Regions from separate parts of the Danio rerio genome. Here region 1 is linked to region 2. A link is a contact called in public HiCAR-type data. All regions are on one chromosome and are shown on one strand. The core of a region is the stretch at or near the end of the contact, and the rest is flanking DNA. Distances in the headings are between cores, read along the strand shown.

The links. HiCAR-type assays count read pairs that join an accessible place to other places.
Region 1: a contact with region 2 is called in a HiCAR-type map of caudal fin, with 5 times the contacts expected there. The contact joins two enhancer-like sites. A contact is called at or near these places in 1 of 18 Hi-C or Micro-C datasets (embryo) and 1 of 4 datasets of contacts at active chromatin or transcription factors (caudal fin).

The regions. Positions count from the first base shown.
Region 1 is chr12:39,475,962-39,480,064 of GRCz12tu, forward strand. sdk2b (sidekick cell adhesion molecule 2b) reads right to left here. Exons shown (of 45, transcript XM_009306870.4): 26 at 3,443-3,558; 27 at 2,378-2,567; 28 at 2,191-2,289; 29 at 1,299-1,493. Among named protein-coding and RNA genes, the nearest start is that of cdc42ep4b, 72 kb to the left of the region's middle. Within about 2 kb of position 1,415, at least 9 of the 62 cell types and tissues checked have an H3K27ac peak or open chromatin away from gene starts, as enhancers often do. A contact at or near this core is called in caudal fin, where this site is marked.
Region 2 is chr12:39,376,723-39,380,939 of GRCz12tu, forward strand. All of the region lies in intron 1 of cdc42ep4b (CDC42 effector protein (Rho GTPase binding) 4b), which reads right to left. Among named protein-coding and RNA genes, the nearest start is that of si:ch211-152f22.4, 22 kb to the left of the region's middle. Within about 2 kb of position 1,814, at least 10 of the 62 cell types and tissues checked have an H3K27ac peak or open chromatin away from gene starts, as enhancers often do. A contact at or near this core is called in caudal fin, where this site is marked.

The DNA.
Region 1 (4,103 bases), core at 165-2,664, 99 kb after region 2:
TTTGATTAGGATTGGAGCTAAACTCTCCAGGACACCGGCCCTCCAGGACCGAGTTTGGACTCCCCTGGGATAGGAGTAAGGTTAGAGTTGGAACTATTTTGGTTTAATTGTTTAAGATATGTGAAAGCAATGTTGGAGAGAGGCTCTTTGTCCTGGACTGAGCTGCATTTTTTACCAGTGTTAGAAATATTGTCTGAATTGATGGAAATGTGAATGTAAAAAGTACAGAAATGTGTTAATTAATTATGCCATTCCTTCTGGAAAAGACTTCTGTTGTAATAACTTTCATTTTTAGCATGATAATTATCCGCTAATTGCAATAAAATCCTATTCGAAGATAGAAAACAGCTAATGAAACACAGACAGTCATGAAATGGGCTCTATCGGGTCCAGACCTGAATTTTATAGAGACTGTATGAGATCATCTGGACAGAAAAAAGCTGTGGCACTCTAAACCTCAAGAAGAACTCTGAAAAGTGTTAAAAGAAGTCTTTTGAAGTTTTGAAACAGTAAAAAAAAAGAAATTTTGCACAGTACTGTATACATTTTTTTACTATTTCTTAACGTTTTTGAGAGCTTTGATTTAAAATATTTAATTAAAATTTTATTTGTAATTTTTTATCAAATATTTGACTTTACTACTAAATAATTAACGTATAATTATTACTTTAACTTTATAATACTGAATTACTGTTAGAAATGAACAGTAAAACAAAGAGAAAACTGAAGTCATTGCATTTGGGAACTGACGTGTGGTTCTCAAGGTGAATGCATGCCTTGGCTCTAATGGTCAAACAACAATAAATAGGGTCAAGAATCTTGGTGTGATTCTGGAGTCAGATCTGAGTTTCAGTTTCAGTTTCAGTAGTCATGTCAAAGCAGTAAGTAAATCAGCGTACTATCATCTCAAAAACATTGCAAAAATTAGATCTTTGTCTCCAGTGAAGACTTAGAGAAACGTCTTCATGCTTATTACTTGTCTATAAATCACTAAATGGTCTAGGAACTCAATACATTACAGAGATGCTCACTGAATACAAACCTAACAGATCACTCAGATCATTAGGATCATATAAACTAGAAATTCCAAGAGTTCAGTCAAAGCAGGGTGAATCCACCTCCAGCTACTATGCCCCCCCACTGATTCCACTGCTGAATTGTGCAAAAATAGATCTATAAAAAGTCAAAATCTGACTTTAAGTTATTTATTTATCTTAATCACACCAGACACACTGATGTAAAGCTCAGTTTGAGTTTGTTTTTCCCCATTGTTGATGTGTGATAATAATGTAGATTACCTCTCTTCTCGGTAGTGACGACTAAGGCTTCCGCCGCCTCTCCCCATCCCTTGCGTGTCTGCGCTCTGATACGAAACACATACACCGATTCCGGCCTCAGTCCAGTGACAGTATACTGCCGTGCGCTGGAGTTCAACACGTCAAACGTGGCCGTGTTGCTATTGGTGGAGTTCAGCCGGTATGTGATCTGATAGGCTGGAGAGGGAAATTATGACATCATAGACATCAGCACAGGACAATATGTGCTTTTCCTTGCGTGCCATCAGGGACATGCAACACATTGATTAGAGGAAACACATTCTAATGAACAAAAGCAAAACAAACGGGATTCTGTTTACAATGGACTGTTCAAGAATGGAAGCAATTATGTGTTTTTAGCTTGAGGTCAGATTTTATTATTCTTTTAATAGACTTTAATTTCAAAGTGGCAGTAAAGATATTCACAAGGAAACAAAATATTTCTATTGTAATTAAATGCTGTTGTTTTAAGCTTTGGTGACATTAATAATAATGAGAAACACATCTTCAGCACCAAATTAGCCTATACAATTTTTTTGTTTGTTTGTTTTATTATGAGACTTTAAGGACTAGATTAACAACTGAAACTGAGTCTTAAAATATACAAAAACAGAACTACTTAAATGCAGCCTTAGTTTGCATTTCTTTCAAAAATAATAAAACAAAAATATAATTTACATGACATTGTGTGATTGTTTTTATTTGCACTAAATTTCATTAACCATAATACTGAAAATAATGTAACTCTTTCTGTTTGCATGATGGTAAAAGAGGTCATTTAGAAAACAAGCATGCAAGTATAAACATCAGAAAGCAAAAATGCATGCACAATCAAACATGCAGACACACAACAAACAAGCAAACAACCTCTTACCGAGTATGATGCCATTGGGTTGGGAAGGTGGCTGCCAGATGAGTCTGACTGAGGTGGTCCGAACTTCAGGAAACAGAATGACAACAGGCGGCCCAGGAACTAAAACGGAAAAAATCATACAATATCAAAGACACATCTGAGTATATGATAAAGAAACTATTTATTAATGGTGCATTATCATGCCCACCGTCATCAAGGGTTCGCTCCAGGATTGAAGGAGTGCTGGGTCGACCGTCTCCAATGCGGGTAAAGGCTAAAACCTGGATCTCATATAGAACATACTTCCCCAGTCCGGTCAGTTGAACACTATGACTGGCGTTTCCTTCAACAGTCCAGAACTGAAGAGGAGAGTCTGAATCCTTCTCCTTGTATGCCACCTGAAAGTAGAAGTATAGAATTTCTAGTAAATGAAGTACAAAGAAACTTTAATTGTATGCAAAAATGCAAATTTGATTTTGTGTTCATTGAAGTAATTAAAATGTAGGTCAGAATGTTTGTAGGTAGCTTAGGATATTGATACACAAGTTTGTTGTTAGTCATTGGTCAACACTGGATCATTGTTTTTGCATTGCTCACTGGTAAGATCCAGGTAGTGGGTTTTAGCCAATTTAGCACATTGAATCTGCCATTTTTGCAATATTTCTAAATATATGTGGCATATCCACAAAAAAAAAAATGCTTTTCTTTCTAAGAGTTTTTGTCTTGTTTCAAGTCCAAATATCCATAAACTCTTAAATCAAGGAGCATTTTCCAGACAAGCGACACATATCGTATTGTTTTCAGAAAAAAAATACTTTTTTTTTTCCATAAAGGGAACCCATTATGCCGCTTTTCACAATACGAGTGTGTATGTGACATTTCAGCGCAAAATATACCAAACATTATGTTTTATAACTCTTTAAAACCACCCATTTTAGGCTTTGATCCAATTTGCGCCATTTTGGTGACTGACACTATAAATTCAAATGAGACTGTGGTCTTTTCAAAAGAGGGCGAGGCTACAAATGCCTATGTGTCAGCATAGTGGCAGATTAAAAGACAAGACAATCATTCTATGCTAATTAGGGAGAAATCGTCACTAATAGGTGGGGCTTCCCCATCTGATGACATGTACAAAAGGAGAATGTTGGGAAGTCTTTGCAGTGTGCTTAGGTCTTTTAGCCAAGATGTGATGCAAAGCACCACTATTTCAGTCCTATGATGTCAGTCTGTTGTATCACACCCTTTAGTTTAATTTTAATTCCTCACTGACCTTATATCCTAGGATGAGTCCATTCCGGTCAGGTTCCGGAACTTCAAACCAGCGGACCAGAATGCTGCTGGAGGTAGTAGCAAATGCAGAAACATTTGTGGGGCCACAAGAGGGGACTGCAGCAAAACAGAGGAAGACAGAAAGCTTCAAACAGATGAATGCTTCCGTAAAAGGCTTATGTGGATAAATTAGCCGTTTTGAATATGTCTGTGCGTACCAAGACCTTAATGGGGGTGTTTAATGCATATATGTGTGTGCAAGGGATTAAGTGTGTGATTTCTATACACATAATGCAACGGCAGTGAGGCCTGGAAGACACCAGGATTTGATCATTATTAAGGGAGTAACACAGAGAATCACTCTCTGGCACAAATCCCTGGACACTGAGAGCAGAATTGCAGACATTTGATTGGCTAAAAAAGAAAATACAGGAGAGTCATGTGCACAGAGCCATGTGTTACCAATTTCCTCAACACCCGCTTATTTATCCCAAAACCCACTTCCATGAATTCTAGTAACCACGGAGACCAAAAAGAGGAGGTCCAGAGAAAGTAAGGATTGCTTCTTTTTCATGGCACAAAATAAATGAAAAGACTTGCACTTGTGTGTGTGTGTGTGTGTGTCTGTGTGTGTGTGTTTGCATCTGTGTCCATTTATGGCA
Region 2 (4,217 bases), core at 564-3,063:
TAAGTTAATCAATTTAATTACATTAGAAAACAACAACAGCAACATCAACAATAGCAAATTATAATTAATTAAATGGATTTTTTAAATAAATTCATAAATGTGTAAATAATTGAGTAAATCAATATAATTACATTAGAAAACAATAATAATAAAAACAACAACAATAGCAGATATAAATTTAAAAACAAAATCTATCAAATAAATTCATGTGTAAATAATTAAATCAACATAACTACATTAGAAAACAATATAATGATAATAACAATAACAATAACAATAATAATAATAATAATAATAATAATATTTTTGATAATGATTAAACTGCATTGAAGCTTTGTTCATTTTAAACAAATGCGCAAGTAAAAATAATAATTAAATGAGTAAATATTGTGTTATTCTCATGTGATATATAAAATATCTTCAAAACTGCACTCAAAAAAGAAGTTTGCTGCTTGTTCAAACTACCTATTTAAAATTAGTTTTTTTATTGGGAATTTTAATTGTTTTGTTCAATCTACTTAAATGTATTATTTTAGCTCAATCAATTTGTGTTGGGGTAACATAAGTGAATTGTGTGGAAGTTGAACCTTAGATTTTTTTTTACAGTGCATTACACAATCACAGTTTTCTGTTTTTTCCCCCCATTGAAGATTAAATGCATATTTCACTTTCAGAATAATAACTCTATGAATCCAAAATAACAATATTCAAAATATTTTCTTGTGAATATGTGGGCTATACCTCACTTTCAGTGAAACCGTGATCTGGCTAAAAGCATAAAAAGCTGTTCTGTTTTTAGATGTTGTTATTATTAACTACAGTTACAACCAGTTTTTCCTGTTAAGGCCCGAGGCTTCATATAGACTCTGATTTAAGCAGGGAATAAACACATGAAAATGTACATGAAAACACACCTGAACACTCCTTATACACACTCATAAATCTATCGGCGATAAATGTAAATGTGTTTACATCCATTCAGACCAACACAGAGAGCCACACGCTCGAGTATTTGTTTTGATACGAACACAGTGCAACCAAAACATCAATGTACGCTAACAATGCTAGAAATGTAAAGTGTGTGGAAAAGCAGACATTTTGAAGACTCCACTTGTCTTTCATTGCAGTGAAATCAGAATAAAAGTAGAATTTGAACTCTGAAGAGGACAATATTACGCAATTAAAATAATTAAATAACCAAACTCCTGTTAAGCCAACAGAACCAAATACAAAATGAGAAAAAAAAATGAAATTAATTAAAGTTAGGCCTGTGAAAAGAATCAATATATTGACTTATCGCACAACACATGGACTAGACCTAAATTATTTTTGGTGATGCAATATGTATTGCTCATTAGGGGATGTAACAGATCGTGGCTGATCCGTGATTCATACGAATCAACCATATAGTATGATGTTAATGTAACTGAATGAGGATTGGAGCTTTAGAGTTTTACAGTGGTTAAAAAAAAAACACTGTAAAACTCAAAAGCTTCAATCGACATTAAAAATACCCTAAAATAAATGGCATGCATGTATTAATTAAATAAAACACCTTTTGTGTTCAAAATGAAAATGCATTGCAAACTTAGTCAAATTTGCAATGACATGAGGCTGAATAAATGATTTATTCATTTTTTGGGAAACTATTACAAGGAAACAGTAGAACCATTAGCAGATCAAAACTCCATCATCAAGCTGAAGGACAAAAAAACAGACACAAAACAACTCTGAGTTCAAGCACAGTGCGCAGAATATCAGCTTCCCAGTCTAGTTTGTGAAAGTTTTCTCTTGGCTTGGTCTAGGCAGGATATGATGAGTTAGAGAAGTCGACATTCAGCAGCCAGCGGGGTAAACAGATATACTTTGTGTGTGTGTGTGTGTGTGTGTGTGTGTGTGTGTGTGTGTGTGTGTGTGTGTGTGTGTGTGTGTGTGTGTGTGTGTGTGTGTGTGTGTGTGTGTGTGTGTGTGTGTGTGTGTGTGTGTGTGTGTGTGTGTGTGTGTGTGTGTGTGTGTTTTTTTTTGCTTTGCACTTCTCTGCCAAACATGCTAAAACTAACCACAAGGATTACACACCAGAATGTAGAAAACACAACGTTTTAACCAGGGAGTGTTCACAAGCCACACACAAACACACCTTTAAGTGTTTAATCCAGCACAGACTCGGAAGAATTATGCAACTGCCTACATTTCTACAGAAATGTACCTTATATTTTAGTGTTAAATGATATATTGGCGGCCATATCGCTTAATAAATATATATTTATATTTTTTACTGCTATCGCTCTATCAGCCAAATAAAAAAAACCTATTAAAGGGACAGTTTGCCCCAAAAATTTAATTTCTTCATCATTTACTCACACTCAAGAGGTTCAAAACTTTTATGATTCTATTTCTACTGTTGAACACAAAACAAGATATTCTACGAAAATGGTGTAAAAGGCCAGCCATTGACATTCATGATAAAAAAATCTGGCTGTTTTCCCAGAATTTTCAACTAAATTTCTGTTGTGTTCAACAGAAAAAAGAAACACAAACAAGTATGGAAAAAGTAATTGAAAATTTTCTTTTTTGGATGAACTATACCATTAGAACTTTAAAATAATCACACATTTGTTCGCATTTTGTAATTGTAATAATATTTAAATACTTTAATAAGGCAAATATATTGGCATTTGTCCAAATATCTAAATCAGTGCATCCCTTCTGTACACATTACTTTATACCCATTTCCAGGTGAAATGTCCACTAGATTTTGAAAACTTACCATTTTGCATGAATTGTAAACAAATTATAAAATTTGAATAACATATCTATCAAATGTATAGCTTTTCTGACATGGTAAACTTGCTCAGTAGATCACCTGGTACAGTGATGCAAGTTTTCACCTCACATTTAGGGTAGTTTATATGTACATTTTAAATTTTACAAGTTGACAGCATTAACCTTTCAGCAACATTCATTGGACATTTAATTTCTAAACTTTGGTAATATATACAACAAATAACATAAACATTGCCAAAGTCATGTTAAACACTATCACAAGACAACTAACATTTTGCTTTGAAATAATGTGAAACATGCAACAAGCAATGCAATATTATTTTGTAAGGTTATTAGATCCACATGCATTCCTTTGTTTTGGCATGGTGAGGATTAATAAACCTACATCTGAAATGAGAGAAAATATATATACTTTATAGAGCCTCTTACTCAGTGCTTAATTTGTGAATTGTGAATGTAGAGGTGAATGGAGAGGTGTCAAGCACGTAAGTAGGTAGCGAGGGTGGGTTTGGGAGTTGTTGCAGACGAAAATGAAGGTGGGGGGGGTAGATGGTGGGGAGTTGGATGGCAGAGGGTTGTAGCAAACAAAAGTGAACATGTTTGGAGAGTCGCGGAAGAAAGTGAACAGCGGAGGGGGATAGGTAAAACGAGGTGCCGGATCCGGCAAGTTCCAGCACAAATTAAGCTCTGTTCTTACTGTTGTGTTTGAAAAGTGCAGCCAAATCCACGTTTCAAGTATTGTAGAAATGAGCAGAATCCTCATATACTGAGCCTGGGTTGCTTATAACCAAAAAGACTTCACATGTAATGATGATACACATTTAAAGGGGTGATGAACTGCGAATCAAAATCCCGATCATTTTTTGACAAGAGGTCAGCAGTCTTTATACTGTAAACATTCAAGAGGTATCAGAACTCAATGCTTTCCGGTTACTCTAAAAACAGCGTATACTGAAGCCAGTCTGACAAAATGACAGGTTTTGTAATGTTCAAATTTATGATGTCATAGCGTGGATAAGCCCTGCGACTACTACACTGCATGTTCAGCAATGCTAATATTGAAAGCTGTGAGCCAATCAGAGCAGTGCATTTACATCCGAGTCTACAATAGGCCTATTTAAAAATGTGTTCTGATGAGGGGCTCAAAAACAGTCCAGAGAATAATCAGTTACTTCGATATTATGAAGATTTTTTTTTTTTTATGTAAAATACATTATATATTACACAACATAATTTATGAGTGGATCTCAGTGTACAGTACAAAAAAAAAGAAAAAAGTAGCCCATGGCCCCTTTAAAAGAAGCTTTACCTTTTTCCTCAAAGAAGCTCTAATTGTATACTTTGTCAGTAAGTGTTCTGCAAGGTGAAGGTTGCAGCTCTGTAATCATGGCGTATAAACAGTCAGACCCGTGGCCCTACTAATCAAGTGGATG